2 separate regions of the Mus musculus genome follow, and region 1 is linked to region 2. Evidence: chromatin contacts called from public promoter capture Hi-C data. All regions are on one chromosome and are shown on one strand. The core of a region is the stretch at or near the end of the contact, and the rest is flanking DNA. Distances in the headings are between cores, read along the strand shown.

Evidence for each region. Promoter capture Hi-C pulls out the DNA fragments that hold promoters and counts their contacts.
Region 1: a promoter capture Hi-C map of hippocampal neurons shows a contact between it and region 2, with 3 times the contacts expected there. The contact joins the promoter of Slc35b2 here to the promoter of Runx2os3 in region 2. A contact is called at or near these places in 1 of 39 promoter capture datasets (hippocampal neurons) and 1 of 115 datasets of contacts at active chromatin or transcription factors (pancreatic cancer cells).

Annotation. Positions count from the first base shown.
Region 1 is chr17:45,562,466-45,565,538 of GRCm38.p6, forward strand. It overlaps Slc35b2 (solute carrier family 35, member B2), which reads left to right and starts at 1,471. Exons shown (of 4, transcript NM_001357105.1): 1 at 1,471-1,603; 2 at 2,115-2,308; 3 at 2,460-2,614. The coding sequence starts at 1,593. Nfkbie (nuclear factor of kappa light polypeptide gene enhancer in B cells inhibitor, epsilon) reads left to right here. Exons shown (of 6, transcript NM_008690.4): 6 at 1-704.
Region 2 is chr17:44,560,239-44,563,484 of GRCm38.p6, forward strand. It overlaps Runx2os3 (a long non-coding RNA gene), which reads left to right and starts at 1,737. Exons shown (of 2, transcript XR_876810.3): 1 at 1,737-1,868; 2 at 2,314-2,473. It also overlaps a transcript of Runx2 not described here.

The DNA of each region.
Region 1 (3,073 bases), core at 221-2,720, 1.0 Mb after region 2:
TGGAGCTGTGTCCCCGGCCCTCTTTTCATTTTTTATGTTGTGATGGGATCTCAATGAGTTGCCAGAGATGGCCTGGAACTCACTCTATAGCCCAGGCAGTCATCTTTGAACTGGGAACTTCCTGTCTCAGCCTCCTGAGTAGCTGGGATTATAGGTCTGGTGGCAGCGGGCCACCGCAAAGTTATCTAAAGACTTCAAACATAAGGCTCCCAACTGAACCTTTGCAGTTATTCTAATATGACACTAAAATGGAAGAGAGGGGCTTTAAAAAAAACAACAACAACAACGTTTCCCTTCTACAGTTGTATGCATAGGCAGGCCTGACTCTCGGGTAAAGGCAGAGAGAAGGAAACAAGCCCTGAGCAAGCACAGGGCCTTGCTGGGTATGGTAGGAGACCTAAGTGGTTCCTGCCACCACAGGCACATCTCCTTCATGTGGAAATGCCCAGGGCTGGAGAGTGAGGAGGAAGAATATGGAGACACACACGTGTCCCTGGAGAAGTTTGAGGACATTGATCACAAGAGAGTTGCAACTTTCCTCCCCCACCCAACCCCCTTAGACTCCACACACTGAGGGCCCTGCTAGGTCATGCACGAAGAAGGAGAAGAAATAAATCAACATACTTTCCGATGCTTAGCGCTTATAAGCACTAAGCAAATGCATCCTGTGAGTGAGACAGATATTAAAGGCATAAACAACTAAATATGTGGTTATACGTTGCAATGGGTGACTGGGAAGGAAGAAAACCGTTAGCAGGAAGGAGGACAATGGAGTGGGCGAAGGATCATCCTCTGGGAAGCTTCAAGCAGGTGTCGTTGAAATTGCGATTTAGGATGAGCAAGGGGAAAGACAGCATTGGGGAAGGCCTCCGATGAATTAAAGGAACTGAAAACAGGCCAACAGGACTCTACAAGGTTGGGCAAGTGGGCGAGGAGGACGCACCAGGTCATACAGAGCCTAGAAGGTCACAATCACAGGTACTAAGGGGATGATTACTGATGCAGCCAAAAAAGGAAGAGACATCATTGTTTAAAAACTAACGCCGGTTCTGGTGGCGCAGGCCGGTAGGATTTGCTGAAGGAGGCAGAGGCAGGAGGATCTGGAGTTCGAGGCCAGCCTGGGATACAGCGTGAGTTCCAGGACATCCAGGGCTACACAGAGAAACCCTGTCTCGAAAAAAAAAAAAAAAAAACACCAAAACAAAAAACAAAAAAACCGTAATGTAAGAGGAAGTACTGGGTCTCAGATACTCAAAATCCTAGTCCACTAGATGGCAATGGTCATCATCACTCTGTGTGGGTTGGGTTGGGTTGGGTTGATGGCTGTGACCAAGCAAGCTGGGAAAGGGAGGGAGTCCCAACTGGAGTTCCCCAGGGGAACCGGGCTTGGTCTGCCTCCGGGCCGCGTGGGGTCGCTGTGGCCGGAGTGTCGCGAAGGGGGCTGAGGCGGGGAGGAGGCGGGAAGAGCGCAGCACTTCCGCTGGCTGGCTGACTGGCTGGCTGCTGGAGCGGGCGGCAGAGGGAGCGGAGGGAGCGCGCGGCCCGGGGGACTCACATTCCCCGGTCCCCCCTCCGCCCCACGCGGCTGGGCCATGGACGCCAGGTGGGGGGCTCGGGCAGCCATGGCCCACGTGACCGAGACCCCGGGGCCACGTGACCGAGACCCCAGGGCTCCGGAGGCGGGGTGGGGGGTCCTCCAGCCGCAGATCCGCGTGGCACTGTTGGGAGCCCCGTGTGGATGGGCACGCGGCATGTGGCCTACGCTCCTCGCGGGGCTTCGGGGATTGTCGCGCGTAGGGGGATGAGGGACAGTGGCGCTTCGGAGAGGGAAGGGGGTGGGGGTTGCCTGTGGCCTGAGCTGCCCGCGCGCTGAAGGGAACAGAGGCGACCTATGTGGCTGGACAGGCGGGGCCGTCCCCGAGAAGGGAGGAGGTTCTGCCTGGCCTGCGCCGGACCCCCTGAGAGAGAGGGAGAGAGAGGCTCTTTGTCCGTCCCTCTGGGCTGCAGCGGAGGGGGCGGGGAGGCCACTGGGCACTTCCCTGGTACAGTCCCCTCCGGAGGGCAGAGAGGCGGAAGAGCTGCAAACCTAATCGTTGCTTCGGCTGTCCCAGCAGATGGTGGGCAGTAGTGGTACTCGCCACACTCCCTTCCTTGGGAGCAGGTGGAGAGTCACCCGAAGCCCCTCCGCAGTCCTGGACACAGCTGTGGCTCTTCCGCTTCTTGTTGAATGTAGCGGGCTATGCCAGCTTTATGGTACCTGGCTACCTCCTGGTGCAGTACTTAAGACGGAAGAACTACCTGGAGACAGGTAATGTGGCCAGAGGGTGGGGAGATGAGGGAAGTCTGGTTGCAGGTGTTGGCAGAGCGGGACTTGGGCCGGGAGGGAGGCCAGTAAGTCAGACACCGGATCGGGCTGGCTGCTCTGCAGAGGTTGTGGACCTTGACTGTGTCTTCTTCAGGCAGGGGTCTCTGCTTCCCCCTGGTGAAAGCCTGTGTGTTTGGCAATGAGCCCAAGGCTCCTGATGAGGTTCTCCTGGCTCCGCGGACAGAGACAGCGGAATCCACCCCGTCTTGGCAGGTCCTGAAGCTGGTCTTCTGTGCCTCGGGTCTCCAGGTAAGAATACAGGCTCCCCTTCTCTTCCCCAGCTGGGTACAGACAGCCCCTGACTTAAACCAAATTTTCCCTGCCCACCCCAAAGGTTTGTTAGTTTGGGTCTGGTTTGTGTCCCTACAGGACACAGCCCAGTCCTGAAAGTGAACTTCCAGCGCTTCCTTCAACACCTGTATTGAAATGAAAGTTCACTGTACACACGCATGTGTTCATGCGCACGTCCACGCGCGCGCGCGCGCACCCATGCAATGGCTTCTACAGTGTGGAAGAAGGCCTGCCTGAGTTGTATTTTTTTTCCCTATGCCCATATTCTGCTCTGTCTGTATGTTGTATCTGAGTGTGAATTTGAGGAATTGCTGGCTAAACATATCTCCAGAGCTGCTTCCCACATTATTATTTTGAGACAAGGTCTCACTCTGCAGCCCTAATTACTCCAGAACTCACTATATAGACCAGGTTGGT
Region 2 (3,246 bases), core at 487-2,986:
TCTGCTTCTCTTTGACTAGGATGGCATTCCTGGTAGCTGGGAGAAGGCGAATTTTCCCTCCAGTTTTGGAGATCCCCTGAGATTACCAACAATTATGCAGTAAATCTTGAAGATCTATCTCCCCTCAAACACAGTGTGCTATGGCATATGAGGTTACAAGATGCATAATTAGAGCTCATTCAACTGACAGATTAATGAGGGCGTAGCAAAGGCCAGATAGTAGTAAATTAGGCAGCAACCTCGGGCATTACACGGGCTCCAAACTGTGCATCCTTTGCCGTGTGTTGGCTGTTCTTCGCAGTGTCTGAAATGTCTCTGTTTTATGAAGTGTTTGTTTGAGGAAGCTCAGCGTGGATGCTTTTGTGCTGGCATGCACGAAACTGTCCAACTTCAGAGCCACCTGCATGACACACAGACTCTATCCTCACAGTGATAGGCAAGTTAGAAATATCTTTTATAGCTAGACTTAAAGAGGGGCTGGAGAGATAACTCAGTGGTTAAGAGTACTTGCTGTCTAATCGTGGGGACCAGGGTTCAGATCCCAGCACCCACATAACAAGCCAATCACCTTCAAACATCTATAAGTCCTGCTTCGTGGGAGCTGGTGCCCTCTTCTAGCCTCTACACAAGTAGACATGAGCGCACTTGCACACCTGCACGCACGAATGTGTGTGCATACAAACACTAAACAATTAATTAACAAGCACCTGAATTTTAAAAACTCTTACTGGTATAAACTCTTTTCTCTATAAGTATTTTTTATGAAATGAGGTCTCACTCTATATAACCCAGGCTGACCTAGAACTCACTACACTGTTATCCAACATAGCCTCTATACCCACAGTAATCCATCTGCTTCAGCCCCTCCAACAGTGGAATTACAGGCATGTGTTACTGTGCCCAGCTCCTTGCTGGAAATCAGGTGTTCCCATGGAGAAAACACTTGAAGGATTAACATAGTCTCTCATACGGGAGAGGACAGTTCACCAAAACATATATAACAACATCAAGCAAATCCACTCGGGCTGTGGGGGCTAGACTGATTGATAGATGCAGGTGACGTCACAGGCCTTGATTGACTGATAGATGCAGGTGACGTCACAGGCCTTGATTGGCATAGCCTCAGCTTCTGTACACAACATTTCCCGGAACTCACTAGCCAGAGAGCAGATTTCCAGTATCCCTTTCCTACCTTCCCTTTACAAGTACAATTCTCAGAGTTCTTCTCTTTAATTTCCCCTCTCTTCTGGTTTCTACACCTCTCTTTAAAAATTACACACACACACACACACACACACATATGGTTAAATAAATATATTTAAATGTGTTTATACATGTGTATCTGTGTGTGGGTATATGCATGAATGCAGGTACCCATGATATCCAGAAGAGGATGTCAGACTCCAGGATACAAGAGATGCAGGCAGCTGTGGGCAACCTGACACGTTTCCTGGGAACTCCAGGTCTCTATAGGAGCAGTATGTGCTCTTGATCCCTGAGCCATTTTTCGAGACCCGGCTTCCTGCAACTTTGAGAGTATCTTTCAATCCCAGGTCTTTCTTCGGGCACCAGCTTTCTCCTTGCCTTTGTCTCTAGCCATCCTCCAAATCTCTCAATGAGCTGTTTGCGGACACCCTAAAAGAATACCTGTGCAACTTTAAGATGACATCTCAGTTTCTTCACAGTGAATTTCGATGTCACAGAGGACCTGCCGCCTGGCATTCTGTTTGCGAAGATTCCATTGTTCAATTATGGGAAATGTCTGCTGAATAACCTAGACAGCATAGCAGTGATGCTGTCAATCCCATTAGCCAAGCCAGGCTCCCTCTCCTCAGAGATACTGGAGCTTCATCTTTCTACTCAGATAAGTGAGATGCTGTGTTCCCAGGGGGGACTTGTTTCAGAATTGTTATTCCTCACAGGCAGATGGGATGAGTAGGCTGCTGGCTGATTTTTAGCCACACATATGCACATACATGCATTCATTGGGGGGGTCTCTGTGTCAAGGAAAAGACAGGACACTCTGCTCCTTTCCCTAGAGCTCATAGCTTTCTTCCCCCTGAAACTCACCCTTGGAAGAATTGCCTCTCGAAAGATCCCACAGATGAGACTTGGGAGATATGCAGATCCCACAGCGATGCCCTACAGTGAGCTGGAGATAAACTGAAGGGTGCCTTTAAGGGCCCCAAGGGAAGGACTTTGAGAAGGGAAGAAGGGATGGGAGGTGCAGAGGTGTGTTCCAAGGCTGTTGGGCTCAGAAGGGTCTGCCAGAAAGCTAAAGATCTAAGTCAAGACCTATGGTATCTCCTGCAGGAATCTCCAGGCACCTTGGGAGGATGGACAGTCTGGGCTCATTTGATGAAGAGTCTGCTGCAAGCTCATGGGGACTTGACTTCTGATCCCCAGAAGTCATGTAAAAGCCATGCATGGTGACACGCATCAGGAGCCTCTGATCTAGGAATGCAGAGCTAGGCAGGTCCCTAGGGCTCATTGGCCACCCAGCCACACAAAATAAGTCCCCATTTCAATGAGAGGCACCATCTCAAGAATAAAAATGAGGGGCAGAGCAGTTGAGAATGGCTCCCAAAGTCAACCTCTAGCCTATAACACTAACACACACACACACACACACACACACACACACACACACACACACACCCCACAGAGAGAGGGGTGGTATGTGTACCTCATGACACAAGACAGGATTTATTCTGGAGCAAACAGAGAACAAAGAAGTACCTGCTGTGCCCCACAGGATTTGGGGTCCTTCCTTGGGGTTATATCACAGGGACCATCTTGAAGGCGCACTGCCATCAAATGATGGACAGGCTCCTTCCTAAAGACTTCTATCCAACAGCTTTGTGTCACAGCAAAGCCAAGGTTTATGCAGAAAGCAACTAGTAGCTTGGTTAGAAAAGCCTCGCCTATGCTCTTTTCAGACACTTAGGCCATCTAAATTCCAGGACCCAAGTACAATAAAAATAGCAGAGGTGGGAGCCGTGCCTATGGGAAGAGATCATATCCTAAACTCATCATTAAATTGCCGGGCAGAGTGGGTGATGAAAAGCACCAGAAAATACGATGCTTTGGTGAATTGGGGTCTCATTACTGTTTAATTGCGTCTCCTGTGAAACATTTAGATCTATGGGCAGCCATGGTGGGTGAGAACTCTCCTCTAGCGGCCCCTAAATGACTTCACCTTCACTTTCATTTTGGTAGTGGAGGGAAGCCAGGACATTTGCTAAA